Regions from separate parts of the Mus musculus genome. Here all the other regions are linked to region 2. The links are chromatin contacts, called in public Micro-C and promoter capture Hi-C maps. All regions are on one chromosome and are shown on one strand. The core of a region is the stretch at or near the end of the contact, and the rest is flanking DNA. Distances in the headings are between cores, read along the strand shown.

The links. Promoter capture Hi-C pulls out the DNA fragments that hold promoters and counts their contacts. Hi-C and Micro-C count contacts between places; a contact is called where the count stands out from the background.
Region 1: a promoter capture Hi-C map of liver shows a contact between it and region 2, with 4 times the contacts expected there. The contact joins the enhancer-like site here to the promoter of Jph1 in region 2. A contact is called at or near these places in 7 of 39 promoter capture datasets (the 3T3-L1 cell line, the HPC-7 cell line, erythroid cells and 3 more).
Region 3: a Micro-C map of embryonic stem cells shows a contact between it and region 2, with 3 times the contacts expected there. The contact joins the promoter of Stau2 here to the promoter of Jph1 in region 2. A contact is called at or near these places in 9 of 39 promoter capture datasets (cranial neural crest, embryonic stem cells, frontonasal cranial neural crest and 3 more), 5 of 484 Hi-C or Micro-C datasets (embryonic stem cells and uterus) and 4 of 115 datasets of contacts at active chromatin or transcription factors (astrocytes, embryonic stem cells, forebrain and 1 more).
Region 4: a promoter capture Hi-C map of pre-B cells shows a contact between it and region 2, with 2.2 times the contacts expected there. The contact joins the enhancer-like site here to the promoter of Jph1 in region 2. A contact is called at or near these places in 5 of 39 promoter capture datasets (the HPC-7 cell line, embryonic stem cells, erythroid cells and 1 more), 1 of 115 datasets of contacts at active chromatin or transcription factors (stem cell-derived neural progenitor cells) and 1 of 9 other capture datasets (embryonic stem cells).

What each region holds. Positions count from the first base shown.
Region 1 is chr1:16,307,673-16,311,058 of GRCm38.p6, reverse strand. All of the region lies in intron 12 of Stau2 (staufen double-stranded RNA binding protein 2), which reads left to right. It overlaps C130013N14Rik (a long non-coding RNA gene), which reads left to right. Exons shown (of 2, transcript XR_003947751.1): 1 at 1-104. Among named protein-coding and RNA genes, the nearest start is that of C130013N14Rik, 5.4 kb to the left of the region's middle. Within about 2 kb of position 1,743, at least 4 of the 459 cell types and tissues checked have an H3K27ac peak or open chromatin away from gene starts, as enhancers often do. A contact at or near this core is called in liver, where this site is marked.
Region 2 is chr1:17,095,560-17,099,140 of GRCm38.p6, reverse strand. Jph1 (junctophilin 1) reads left to right here and starts at 1,252. Exons shown (of 5, transcript NM_020604.2): 1 at 1,252-1,915. The coding sequence starts at 1,537. Gm46085 (a long non-coding RNA gene) reads right to left here and starts at 1,308. Exons shown (of 3, transcript XR_001778833.2): 1 at 890-1,308; 2 at 316-460; 3 at 1-16. Gm31982 (a long non-coding RNA gene) reads left to right here. Exons shown (of 4, transcript XR_865203.2): 4 at 356-568.
Region 3 is chr1:16,517,382-16,520,688 of GRCm38.p6, reverse strand. Stau2 (staufen double-stranded RNA binding protein 2) reads left to right here and starts at 1,387. Exons shown (of 14, transcript NM_025303.3): 1 at 1,387-1,516.
Region 4 is chr1:16,226,666-16,230,093 of GRCm38.p6, reverse strand. It overlaps Stau2 (staufen double-stranded RNA binding protein 2), which reads left to right. Exons shown (of 14, transcript NM_025303.3): 14 at 228-1,284. The coding sequence ends at 321. Among named protein-coding and RNA genes, the nearest start is that of Gm7568, 25 kb to the left of the region's middle. Within about 2 kb of position 1,618, at least 179 of the 459 cell types and tissues checked have an H3K27ac peak or open chromatin away from gene starts, as enhancers often do. A contact at or near this core is called in pre-B cells, where this site is marked.

The DNA.
Region 1 (3,386 bases), core at 494-2,993, 790 kb after region 2:
CCTGTGGAAGTCAAAAAAGACATCAAATGACCTGGAACTGGAGTTAATGAATGCTTGTAAACTACCCTGTGGGTGCTGGAAACCAACCAACGTCCTCCACCAGAGTAAGGAGTACCCCTGACCCATCTATCTGACACTCTTCTGTAATTTTTACATTAGCCCGTGGGCTCACTCACCAAACCATTTCCCGTTTTCTCTCTCATGGTTATCTTCTTGAGGTTTTTTTCTTGTTCCTAGGCATTTTGGAGGCATTCAGTTCATGTTTATAGGAAGGAAGTAAATTGGATTCCTAAGAAAACTAGGGGAGCTTGGTTTTGCAGAATATCTAAAATAAAATGGATATGAGAGTGTTCAACCTATAAGCATTCTTTTCTGATGACTCTAGATAGACTTTTTTAATGTAAAGATTATAATAATTCCACATGTTGAAGTAACTCTACTCAGGGATTACATGCCTTTTAGTGGCTCTCCTGGGCTATTTACAGACTTTAGGTTTTGGGTTTTTTGTTTTGTTTTTTGTTTTTTGGTTTTTTTTGTTTTGTTTTTTTGTTTTGTTTTGTTTGTTTTGCCTATCATTCATATGCATTTGTCTTTCTTGGTGTCTGAATTACTTGGTTTAAATACTGGGGCCATGTCTTAGTTCTAGCCTCTGCCCAATGGGACACTGGGCAGTATGACTTAAGACTGTGTTCCTAGAATCTTAATGATGCCAAGCATCCTACACTTCAGCAACAGTTGATTAAGACAAATACAACTCTTTATCAATATAAAATATAGTTCAGTGGCATTGCAGCATACGAGATCCCAGTGATCATCAGAGGGAGCCTCGACAGGTTCTGCATTCATGATGTCACTAGCAGAGAATAAGCATTAACCTTTGGCCCCTTTGGCAGGTCTGTATTGATCAGTCAGTGCTACATGTCATGGGGAGGCCATGCTTGTTGTCACTGTCCCTGTCAGGTTCTGGAGCTACCAGAGCAAAGACTTTGGAAAATAATTAACTTGAGTATTTCTTAGTTTTTAATGAACTGGGACATGAATGGAGATGCATTTAAAAGACAAGTGAGTATATGGTTTATTTTGAAAAAATGCTTCAATATTTTTGATTCTTACATTTCAGAATATTTTCTCCATCCAATATGTATCTCATTGTAGAAATAAAATTTCTTTTGTTGATGTTTAATATATGAAATTTTGATTTTATACAAATATAACAGTTAAGGAAGTCCATAGCTTTAAAACTATCTCACTTCAGGATGCATCACCAGAAACTACTTTTCAATATAGTTATTACATGTTGGTGTACTAGATCAGGAATCAGTATACATGACCCATGGCCAAGTTCATTCTGCTACCCAAATTACAAATGTCTTTAACACTTTAAAGTGGCTGGAAATAAAATTTCATGATGTGAAAATTATGTGGAATTCAAGCTTCGTGCTCATAAATATATTTATGGGGACAGACCTAGTGCTGTTTATGTTGGTCTTGCCTTTGACCACTTCCCTACCCCAAGGCAGAGATAAGGAATTCTAAGAGGCCTAAGAGGTCTTGCATCCTGTAGAACCTTCTGTATTGATTTCCTACCCCTTTGTAGAAAAGCGGGTTCAACCATAGACTTTAAAAAAAAAAAAAAAAAAACTTTAAAAAAGCATTTAGCTTTTGAGTCTTGTGTCAGCTGTTCTGTTATGTTAAACGTGGCCAGAGCTCATTCTTGGAGTGTGAGCCAGTGCCCTGGGAATACTACCTGTGTGATAGCTAGCACAGTAGACTTGACTGTGGACTCTGGATTTATTTACTCACAGAGGAAACTAATTTTATCCCTCTAAAGAAATAATAAACAACTCTGTCTTCATCAGTATTCATCAGAGCAATGAAAGAGAGTTTGCCTGTAGCAAAGGTTACTTCTGTCTCCTTGCTGAAATTCCATTTAGAAATGCTTCATAGCTGGACTTCTTTGTAAGTAATACAAGCTATTCAGTTGTTTCTATAGTGACCTTTTATTTCAGATGCTTAAGCAGTTTCTAGAAGCAACAGCGAGCTGTAGGGAAAGTTTGGGAAGAGAAAATATTCTGCACTCTATAACTGACTCATAATTTCCCTTCTGCATGATACAGCATGGCTACATCTCTAAGAGGTTATATACATCCAGTGGTATTGTGCACATGAGTGACTTATAAATTTGAGCTGTAAAATTATTTTGGACTATAGTCAGAATCCATGAACCTGCTCATTGCTTTCTTCTCCCACTACCCCTTCCCCTGGGATGAGAAAGAAAAATGAAATAAAACACCAGTTTTTATCAGCAAAATAGATAATAATTTATGTATAAAAACTTATTTTCTCAACTCCACTATGAAAAAGACTGAGTGTAGCTGTCTTATGTAGCTCCAGGAGCTGTGGCTTCATCTTTCCCACAGCTTATGTCTACAAAGGTGATTTGCACTCACAATTTCAGACCAGCGGACGTTCCCTAGAGTTCCGAATACGTTTGGCCAATTTTGGAGCTGCATAACACCCCATACCTGTAATTCCTTAATTCTAGTTAAGTATTCTAATTATTAATGTCCCCTCTAATTAAAAAAAAATGAGTAAGAACTTAGGGTTCTTAACCATTTCTATCTGCATGTAAGATGTTATTCAAAGATTTTTTTAAAAAACCTTTGTGAACAGTTCACATTGGTATATTATTAAACCAATAAATGCCATGTATGTATAATTGGCTAAAAGGATGTGAAATCTAGAGTAGAGAACTGTATAGTCTTTTTAAAAGACACAATCAACGGAATATAGTTCCCTCTGCCAAAGATTTGAGAGCATTACTGCTCACTGGAGGTCACATTTACAACCTAATTTTGCTTTCCTAGTAAAATTGGATTATGCAGTGTGCATGATTTAGTCCACTGTTTTAAAGTTGAAAACCAGAAACCTTCTCTCCCTTTGAAATACACCTCCAATTAAGTCATGCCTCTTTGTCCTTGTCCAAAATTCCTCTTTGAACAAACCTTATATATACTGTATATATATATATATATATACTTATATATACTTATACTGCTTATATTTCAGAATCTGAGTACTGTACTTCCACGGCTGATTGCTATTTGGCTGGCTCTCTTTATGTGCTGGCAAGCATTGCCTTTTCAAATCACACATTTTAAAATAATCTTTAGTTCATTGGAACTTCTTTTGCATCCTCCGATGGAAACTACTTTATACCATTTAAGTCCCCAAATATTTAACATAGGTAAATTAAATTATAAGCACAAGGTGGCAATGAAAGATGCCATCTATTATTCTTTGTAGATAAGACAGGAGTATGTCACCAGCAAACCTAGGTCATATTGCTTCTGTTTGGTAAGCAGGGTCATCGCTCGACCAACATG
Region 2 (3,581 bases), core at 3-2,502:
ACTTCCTCCACTGGCACTGTGAAGGCAAGGAGAGATCAATGCCACTCCTAAAAGAGGCTGTAGTATGTGATTCAACTATCCTGTTAGCAATTCTTGACTTTACGGGTACTACCATCGAAATACACCAAGTCTTTCCCCAACACAGAAAGGGGAGGGTATTTCCATTGAGAAAATGGAGATAAAGTTTAGAGGAGGTATCTGAAGTGAGTTCAACAAGGCAGTGAGTGCTGCTGCAGGAGAGTGCATCAGCTGACACCTGTCCTGTGTTTAGAAGTTCATGGCTTCTTTGTTACATTAGCAGAGTGCTTTACTTACCATATTTCTCCTTGAAAACTGTGTTTTCTTTTCTAAACAGTGGGCGACAGTGGAGAGGTCCCAGGTGTGCATTCCAGGCACTCAAGCAATACATACAGACTAAGCCTGTTTGGGTGCACAGCTCCAGGATGTAGCATTTCTAAAGCTGAGAACAGATGAGGGAACAGGCTGGAATGTAAAAGACAATGCCCTGTGTTCCTGCAATGCCAGCTACAAAGCCCATCACTTCTACAAATAAAACCCAAACAACTCATGCCCATGCTCTTTCAAACTGCATTGCCTCTCTTGGAATCTTCATGAAAAGAAATGCAAACACATGTGCCCTGAAATGGGTAGGTGTAAAAGAACATTCTGCACAATTATATCTAGGCTGCCACAGATTTATCACATGCAGACATATATTTGGAGCATATTAATTCATGATGACAGCTGCGCATGACAAATCCAACAGAGCTCAAGTTGGAATGCTGGGGGAAAAAATGCAACTACAAACCCTATGCAGACACACACCACCACCACCACCACCACCACCACCACCACCACCACCACCACCACCACCACCACCACCACCCACCTACACAAGAGTTGTCACTCTATCACACAGGTGGCCTCACTTGTAGAAGACTAAACACAATTGAAAAGCTGGAGGTTCCAGCAGCAAAGAGCAGGTCCCCAGCACAGGCAGCCGCACCTTTATCCGCAGGCTTGACCGTCTCACGTCTCAGAGTACACTGGCCCTCCCAGTCACAGCCCACTCCGCAGACACACACGTGCCCAGAGCTCGCGCGCCAAGCAGCCGGAGGAGAAGCTCGGCTCCGCGGGCTGGGGGCAGGGCCCGGCGGGCGGGCGTGCGGGCGGGCGTGTCATGGGGCCGGGCCTCCGCGCCCAGGGAGGGGACTAGGGGCGGGCGCGGGGCGGTGCCCGGCTCACGTGGGCGGGTGGGAGCAGCTGAAAGTCCGCTCTGGAGACTGGGCTGTCCTCTCGCGCGCGGCGCTGGCCGGGGCGGCGGCGAAGGAGGAGGGAGAGAGGCGGCGGTGGCGACGGCGAAAGAGGAGGGGAAGACGGGGGCGGCGTCGGACTGGAGCCGATCGGCGGTGCGAGCTGCCCGGGGCGCAGTCGTGAGCTCGCCCGACGGGCCCCTACCCCGGAGCTACACCCTGCGGTGCCCAGCTCTGCCCACGTTTGTGCCCCCACGAGGAGCGCGCCGGGGCTGCCCCCCGAATGACGGGCGGAAGGTTCGACTTCGACGATGGCGGCACCTACTGCGGCGGCTGGGAGGAGGGCAAGGCGCACGGGCATGGCATCTGCACGGGGCCCAAGGGCCAGGGCGAGTACTCTGGCTCCTGGTCGCACGGCTTCGAGGTGGTTGGAGTCTACACCTGGCCCAGCGGCAACACCTACCAGGGCTACTGGGCGCAGGGCAAGCGGCACGGGCTGGGGGTGGAGACGAAGGGCAAGTGGATGTACCGGGGGGAGTGGTCACATGGTTTCAAGGGGCGCTACGGGGTCCGGCAGAGCTTGTGCACCCCCGCCCGCTACGAGGGGACCTGGAGTAACGGGCTGCAGGACGGGTACGGCGTGGAGACCTACGGGGATGGAGGTGAGCGGCATCTCGGGAGTCTCCGAGGGCTGACGCGGTGGGCTCTTCCCTGGCTTCGGGGACGTGGGGAGGACGCGAGACGCACGTGTCCGGAAACCCGCCAAAACATCTGGGGAGTCTACCCTCCCTCTCGCCCTCCTCCCCATTTCGAGGGAGACCACTTGGTCTCGCGGCTGGGTCGCAAGTGTCTGCGGCTCCCCGGGCGGGTAGGCTGTCCATACCCCGGGAGTTAGGCGTGCAGGTACCTGGCCGGGGCCCAGAGCCGCGCTGCCCCGGGAGGGCTGGGCAGGAGAGAGGACACTGTCACTTGAGCCTGTCACATTACATTCCTGATCCCTCCCTCTCCAGGCCGGGTTTGAAATCGCCACTCCGGAGGAGTTAGAGGGACGTCTTGAGCTGTGTGGCTGCCGGTCGGTGCTGACCGCCGCGCGGTTTGGTTTCACGTAGAGTCTCGTATTTCGCTTCTGGCCCTCCAGTTAGCCTAAAGATAGAAGCCAGAACCCCATAAGTAGGATGTTGGGGAATTGGACCTTATTGAGGGTGTATTTTCTAGAGTCCTAGTTACAGGCAGCAGAGCAACTGCCCAAAGCAAGCGGCATTCCTAATTTTCTCCCTAACTTTCACTTGGCTCCTTAAAGTACTTTTGAATCAGAAGAACTGTAATCTTTGCTGACCTGGAGATCTTGAGAAAATGCTTTAGGAAAAATGGACGGAGTTTCCATTAAATATTTAAAAAGGTTAAAGAGTATGCTATATCCTGGATATACATTAGGGGTGTGGCCTAAAAAGTAAGCCTGGTTGTGATTTAACAATGTTTGCCTTATAATTTCTGTATGTTATAGGAACGGGTTCATTTTTTTTTTTTTCCGCTAAGAAAGCATACATTAGTGAAACAGGGGTCAAAAGTTGATTAATTTTTTTAAAGACAAAGCTGGGAGAGATGAATAGGGCTATGTTTGGGCAAAGACTATTTTCTGATAATAAACATAGTCATATTTAATTGAAAAGGATTATAGGATGTCACCTTTTGAAATTAAGCTGCTTCAGAGTTGGAGGATATTAAAGGGATCCAATTAAAAGTTTCTCCAGCCCACTGAAATTCCGTTATGCTATTGCTTATATAAAAGCTTATACAATTTGTACACTTCACTTGCTCAGAACACTTGGGCTGTGTTTCAAATGCAAAACAGCAGAATGGTAGGATTTGCTTTTTTTTTTTTTAATACCATTTGGCCCTGCAGTATAAATAAGGATATGGTTCTCATGGATTGGGGGGGGGGGGTGGGAGGGGGGAGATCTTAGTACTTTTCTTTGGGCTGAGCCCTGAGTGCCTTGATAGTTTAACAGGGCCATTTACTCTTCAGAACCACAATATGCCTTGGTTGACAGCCTTACAAATATTGTTTCTGGATTTTATTGGAAGCCTTAGCTCTGATATAACAAAATACTGTGTTCAACCGTAAAAATTTAGTTGTTTTTTTTTTAATATGATCATTTTAAAGCCCTTATTTTAAAGATTATAAGATAGACTTATTTTATTGTAGTTTAATTACAATATAGACTTTCTTTAAAAGTTAAAACTCATTAAATGAAACTTGGTGACTTTAGGGTATTTGTTATGCTTAGTAATCAGAACATGAGAGCACAGAAAAGCCGATGTGTCTTT
Region 3 (3,307 bases), core at 138-2,637, 580 kb after region 2:
AGCTAGAGAGCTTTACAGGTATCTCGCCTATACATACAGTATCACGTTTTTGTCTCTTTAAAAATTGTAAATCAGTGTATAAGGTAATAGATCCACAAATACTGCCTCATTTGTAGAGTTGGTTTTAAAATATGACTGAAATCACAGGGCTCACAGACATATCCCAGGCAGACAAGCCATACCAAGGAAACCCCAGGAAGAATAATGCCAGTCAGAATACACTAATAGTTCTATTTCTAGACTTCTTTTTCATATGATTTTTGGTGCCACTTATTTAAAATCCATTGGTCTTAACTAGGCTGACGTTATCTGGCCATACCTAACCCATATCTAAACCAGGACAAAAGAACAAGTAATTTGAGTTTTTTAGCACTCTTCAAAAACCAAGGATCTAGGACAGTGTTTTAAGACGATCCTCATTTTTGGCTCTAAAGATTTTTTTTTTTTTGGTACGGGCACACAACTTTAATATATTTATTATTCATTTTTTCCTGATGAATGATGTGGGCCGTGGAGCAGGTGATGGGGGCTCGCTTGCGCTGCTTGCTACCCTCCTCCCCTTTCTTCCTCCTCCAGTCTAGAAAGGTGCAGGATCCGCCGAATCCTACGTCGCACCGCAGTGGAACGGACGCGGGATGGTCGCGCGTCCCCAGCTAGGCAGAGGCGGGCAGTCAGCGAGCCGGGAAAGGTAGGAGCAGAGCGTCGGGGACAGGCTGCTAGAGAGCCCAGGGGCAGCGGGTGCGGGAGAGGCTGAGCCGCCGGTGCTGGAGCACCTTCGCAGTTGCGGGCCGGGCGCCCTCAGCGTGCTCCTGCAGCAGCTCCCGGGACGGGCCCCGGCGCGGCCCGAGACCCCAGGCCTAAGCCCCGCAGCGCCCCGGGATGCGGGGGTCCCAGAAGCCGCCAGGGGGCGGGAACGGCGCGGCGAACAATGGCCGCTCGACCGCGAAGGGAGGCGGGGAGAGGTGGAGAGAGAGAGAGAGAGAGAGAGAGAGAGAGAGAGAGAGAGAGAGAGAGAGAGAGAGAGAGAGAGAGAGAGAGAGAGAGAGAGAGAGAGAGAGAGAGAGAGAGAGAGAGACAGAGAGACAGAGAGAGACACAGAGACACAGAGACACAGAGACACAGAGAGAGAGACAGAGACACAGAGAGAGAGACAGACAGACAGAGAGACACAGAGAGAGGAGAGAGAGAGACAGAGAAAGAGAGGGGGGAGAGACACAGAGAGAGAGAGACAGACAGAGAGAGGAGAGAGACAGAGAAAGAAAGGGGAGAGAGACAGAGAGACAGAGCGAGCTGGAGAGAGAGAGCGCGAGAGAGAGCTGGCGCGGGGGCGCGCGGCGTGGCGCGGGCGCGGCGGCGCAGGCGGGGGCGCGCGGCGCGGGCCCGGGAGGGCGCGGCGGGAGCGCAGGGCGGCAGGCGGAGGCGGGGGGCGGGAGCCGAGGAGGGAGCAGGCGGCGTCGGCGGAGCTCTGGAGCGCTCGCCCATGTGGAGCCGTCTGCCGGGCGTCCGTGGCCCGCAGGTAAATCCTGGTGCGAGCGGCGCCGCCAGGCCTGACTTCCGCCGGCGGGTTCCGAGGCAGAGCGCCGGGAGCCAGCAGGGCCGTCTCTCGCGGCCTCGCTCCCGCGCCGCCCTCGGCCGCCCTGGGGGAGGGGAGGGGGGGCGTGTGCCGCGGCGAGCCGTACAGGTGTCCGCAGGGGCAGGGCGGGGCGGGGGCGCCGGGCGCGACGGCGGGGGGCGCGGAGGTCACCCGGGCCTTGCAGGGGCGTGGGGGCGGCGGGGCCGGGGCGATGGCGGTGGCTATTTCTGTATAATGGGCAAGTGGCGAAGACGTAACTCGCCGAAATGGGGAAGGGAGGTGGGGCAGAGGGGACAAAATATAGCCCTATGACAGGCAAGTTCCGCCGAGCCTCCTGCGAACTAGGACCGTGACGGCTCGGCTTAAAGGAGTAGTTGGAGGTAGTGACCTTGCCCGGGCGTGGGGAGTTGGGTGAAACACAAAGCTTGGCCGCAGAATCTACCGTGAGGACCGGGTCTCTGTAGGGTGGGGGACCGGGCAGAGTGACGGGCCAGTTTCGCAGAGGCAGTCAAGGCGATTGAACTAGGAGACCTGGGTAGGGGGTGGGAATGGGAGTCTGGTTGGGCGCGTGCGCTGAGGGGTGGGGGTGGGGGCCAAGTCTGGAAGTCCTTGCAATTATTTAGGTACAACATTTTGCAGTATGAGCAGATTTCATTATTATCTCCTATTTCCCCCCCCCCCCGCCACAAAAAAGCTTAGAAGTACTTGAGTGGAGATGGACCATCCAATAGGTATGAATGCACTAAGCAATTTAAAAGGGACCAAATCTCACAGAAATCGTACAGATGATCCTTAAATGTATTACAGTAACCAAAAATCTGTTATCCAGTGTTAGGGAACTTTCTTAATACAAATAGAACTTGGATTCTGATGTATTCTTGTGTTTTCTGAGGGCTAACACTTGAAATAGAGAAGGTGTTGGGCAGGCAAAAAGATAGTAACACTGTCAAATGTTCAGTAGAATGTTTCTTCCCCATCCTTTCTAAGTCGATTCAACTTACTGTCATGAATAGAACTATAGAGGAAAGGCACAAGTCAAGAAAAAAGAAAAAACTAAGACCTGACTATTTTTTTTTAACAAAGCAGGTCTTTGTGTCTTATTTTACTGAAAAACCTAAATATCATATGATTGTGGATCTGTTGCAGGCCTGTATTAAGTGTGCATATCTGTAATGCCCAACTGCATGCATGGTTTATGTGGCCACTGTCAGTGTTGGGCACCTGTCTCAAGGTATGGCATGGCAGTAGTTTATGAAATCTACTCCAAAGTGATGTCTAGTTGTGATTTGTTGCTCATGTGTAGTATATTCACAAATTACTGTGTTTCCTTAAGAAACAGTGTTTTGTATTCAAGTAGGTAAATTTCTAGTAGCATATATTTTTTAACTTCCCGTTGGATACAATTTCAGCTTTCAGTAAAGTCAGAATAAGAACAATACAAAGAACAGTCTATTCCTCTACCCAGATTCACCTGTTATCATGATGCCCATTTATCATTTACTCAGCCACACACACAGACCCCCTGTGCTGTTTGTGGGTAAGACAGATATGTTATAGCCCTTTGCTTCTGGATACTTCAGCATGGAAAAGGTTGAAGTTTGTATTTTTACCTTACTTGACTTACCTGGAATGAAGCTCTAGGGAAGACCGACTTTCTACAAAATAACAAAAATAGGTAGGGCTGTCTTGATGGCCCATTGGGTAAAGTCATTCGTTGCCAAGCCTGTACACGAC
Region 4 (3,428 bases), core at 369-2,868, 870 kb after region 2:
CATGGCATTTTAGGTTGTCTATAGATTGGCAACCATTTATAAGCTAATTTAATCAAAACCATTTCCACATGATCTCATCAGCAGACTATCTGAGCATAAATATTGTTGTTTCACTTTAAAATGTCACTTTTGTGGTGACCTTTGAATCCTGTGTGCCGTCTGCTAATAAACATGTCTGAAGATGCACAGCCCAGACCTCAGCTCTTGTTAATGTATTAATCTTTCAGACAAGCCAAGCATCTGCGGGAGAAAGCAGACAATAACCAGGCGAAGCCGGCCTCCATCTCTCAGGACTGCAAGAAATCAAAGTCGGCCATCTAGCAGCTCCCAGAACCCACGGCTGCCACTGCGTCCGTATAAACCTGTCAGCACGCACGAGGGTGTCTGTGTTCTAGGAAACGAATGACTAATAGCATTATGAGTCTTATGTGAAGACAACACTATTCTAACACAGGAGATAATGTACTTGGTACTGTTTATTCAACTGGGGGAAAATAAAACTTTGAGCATTTCCCTTGGAACTTGAGATCAGATCATAACTCACTTGCCCAGAGGCAGCAGAAATCTGATCCTACTACTGGAGCTTAAAAATAACAATTAATGAAAAGTGTTAGAAACAAGGCTACAGTTTTAAAATGGCTTGGTTCTGTCCTTGCAATTGCTTTGTCGTGGCAAGTGTGTTGTTCTACTCTCTCTTGTTTGAAACAATGCTTGACAATTCAGAAATTAACCACTGATGTGCTGTGGAATGTGATGCTTGTCCTCATATAGTCTCAGTTTCTCTTTTTATGCAGATATTTGTGACCTTCATCTTGCACATACAACCAAATTATTTTAAGGTGCATAGCACAAAGATGTATGCAAACAACTGTTTTAAATCAGGTCTGATAACTGATTTAAATATAAATAATACTAGGAACAAGTAGTTTCCATATATTTCGGAACTTTTAAAAAGACAAAATGAAACAAAACCGAGCAGTTATGGGTTTTGTTCTATAGGATGCCATCAGCCATCGAGGGGGCGTCTTGCCTCTGCCCATCGCTCCAGGAGTCTACGCTGTCGTGGAAATTGTGCCCACCCCCATCTGTGTGTTGTAGCCACTCACTGTTCACATCGAGTGTCTCTAGTAACTGCCTCTGGACTCGGAACAGTGAGTAGGATCAAAATAAATACTGTACATGGTGGGGAATGGAATGCCTGTTGGAGAAGCTTCTAGCCAATCACGCTCTGGACCAGCATGTTGGAATCCAGTGTGGGGCAAATGCAGTAAAGATTTGTTCCGTTTCTGTATGAGTTGTTCCTTCAGTCCCTTCCTCCCGCCTTTTAAAATGTCAGCGTTGTGAAATCTGTGGGGAAGGTCACCACCCAGCCTCACTGTCCTACCCAGTCATGGAATTAAAAGTGACTGTATCTATGAAACTGCAGGTGGCCTCCTGGGCGACTGGGGCCTAAGGAGGGCCTGGTCTGGCCAGCTTGTCACCTCATTGTTCAGGCTTTCTCCTTATTGATTTGCAAACATTGCGAAATGAGAAAATACTGTAAGGTCTAACTACTCGGCCCAACCTGACAATAGGAATAGAATTATGTAAGATTTCACAAGCAAAACCACTACACATCTCGATCTGGCTGACTCACACGCGCGACTGGAGAATAAACAAACAGCGCCATAAGGAAATAACTCCGGGGTTAATGACTCCCATGTGGGGAAGTCCGGCGGTATTGGGAGGGCTTGGTGCCCTTGGAGGAAGTAAGCTTGGTTACATAAGGCTGGGTCCCAGTGAAAAGAACAACACATTTGTAGAGTTGGGGTTCTCAGGGGTGTTTGGGCACAGTCCTGCTGTGTAATCAAGGACACAGGGGCTCCTAACTCATTCCCTTGGCAGGATGTGGGCCCTTGATCAGCAAGGACTTGGCCGCCTGAGGCTTCAGCACCTGGGTGAGGTGAAAGCCCACTTCCTTCAGGGCCTCTGAAGTCATGCACAGTAAACACCGCAATCTTCTACAACAACAGTGAGCTGGGCAGGTCTGTGGGAAGGTGGCAAGCTCAAGGGACACAAAAGTCCTCAGTTCTCACCACTCAGGTATCCGAAGCATTTAACCAGGGCTGTCTGGCCAGCTGAATCATTTCAAAACCCCCAGAGCAGCAGAGATGTCTGGAGACTGGACATTTGCATAAATATTGGTCCCTCATCCAATATCCTGCACCTCTACTTCTAGACCTGCCCAGAAAGGCACTGGTGTAGTTCCTGGAGCAGGGATGCTTCTGTGCAGCTTCTGCTTGCTCTGTCTTTTTTTTTTTTTTTTTCCTCTTTTTTTTCCTGTTGAATTACCAATGCAAATGATGGGTGGCCTACATCCCTGGCAAGGCCCTCTGCAGCGGCTCCGCACAGCCCAACGTTATATATCATTAGAGGGGAAACCATTAAGCAGATTTATTGAAAGGATGTTTCTTCAGCACAAGGAGATCTTTTTGATGAAAAATGGAACTCATTATTCTTTAAAGGACACAGATTGACTTATCTTCTCTATCAATTACAGTGTCTGCTTTCAGCTTGTCTCAATCATCACAGACCTTTGTAGTCACTTCCTAGGGCTGAGGCCAATGTGCTTCATGAAAAAGGTTTGTTTTCACATTTTAATTGGAAATATAATAGTGCATTCTGGAACTCTGACTATCTTTTCCACTACTACTTGCCAAAGATCAGTGGTGAGACACCACCCATCAGGCCATGACAGAAGTTCCTCCCCTTTTCTGGGGTGACCCTTCTAAGAAACTGTCTGGCATCCTTCTCCCCAGAACATATTCTCAGTTATGATCCTTTCTACACCCCCCTCCCCGAAGTTTCAACCAATGTTGTACACCATAGAGTGAAAGTGAGATATCTGAACATTTTAACTTTGGGCCTAGTGAAGATCTAAGTTCTGATCACCAGCACCCATGGAAAAGTTGGGTGGAGTGGCATGCTTCTGACAAACACACACTCACACATACACACACACACACACACACACACACACACACACACACACACAGGAGGCAGAGACAGGCAGAAGAAAACTCTCAGCAGGACAGTCTAGCTAAATTACTGAGTTCCCAGGTTCTGTGAGAGACTTTGTCTCAAACAAATAAAGCAGGAAGCAATTGGAGATGGCACAGCAACCTCTGGCCTCCATGTGCAAATACCCACATGGACACATCACACACAGAGGGGTGTGGGGGTGGGAAGCTTAGCTTATTATCCAGAGTCTCCCAGAATGCCTTGGTGGCTTTGGGAATGTGTCCAGACCTATGTACTGGTGTGTAAATCCTGATGATGTGAGTGAGGACAATAACTGCCCAGAGCTTGCTCTGTATCTTTATTTTCTAGGTTGGCCCTGAGCTCATGAGCCTCTTCCTTGAGCCTTGTTCATGCAGAATTATAGGCTT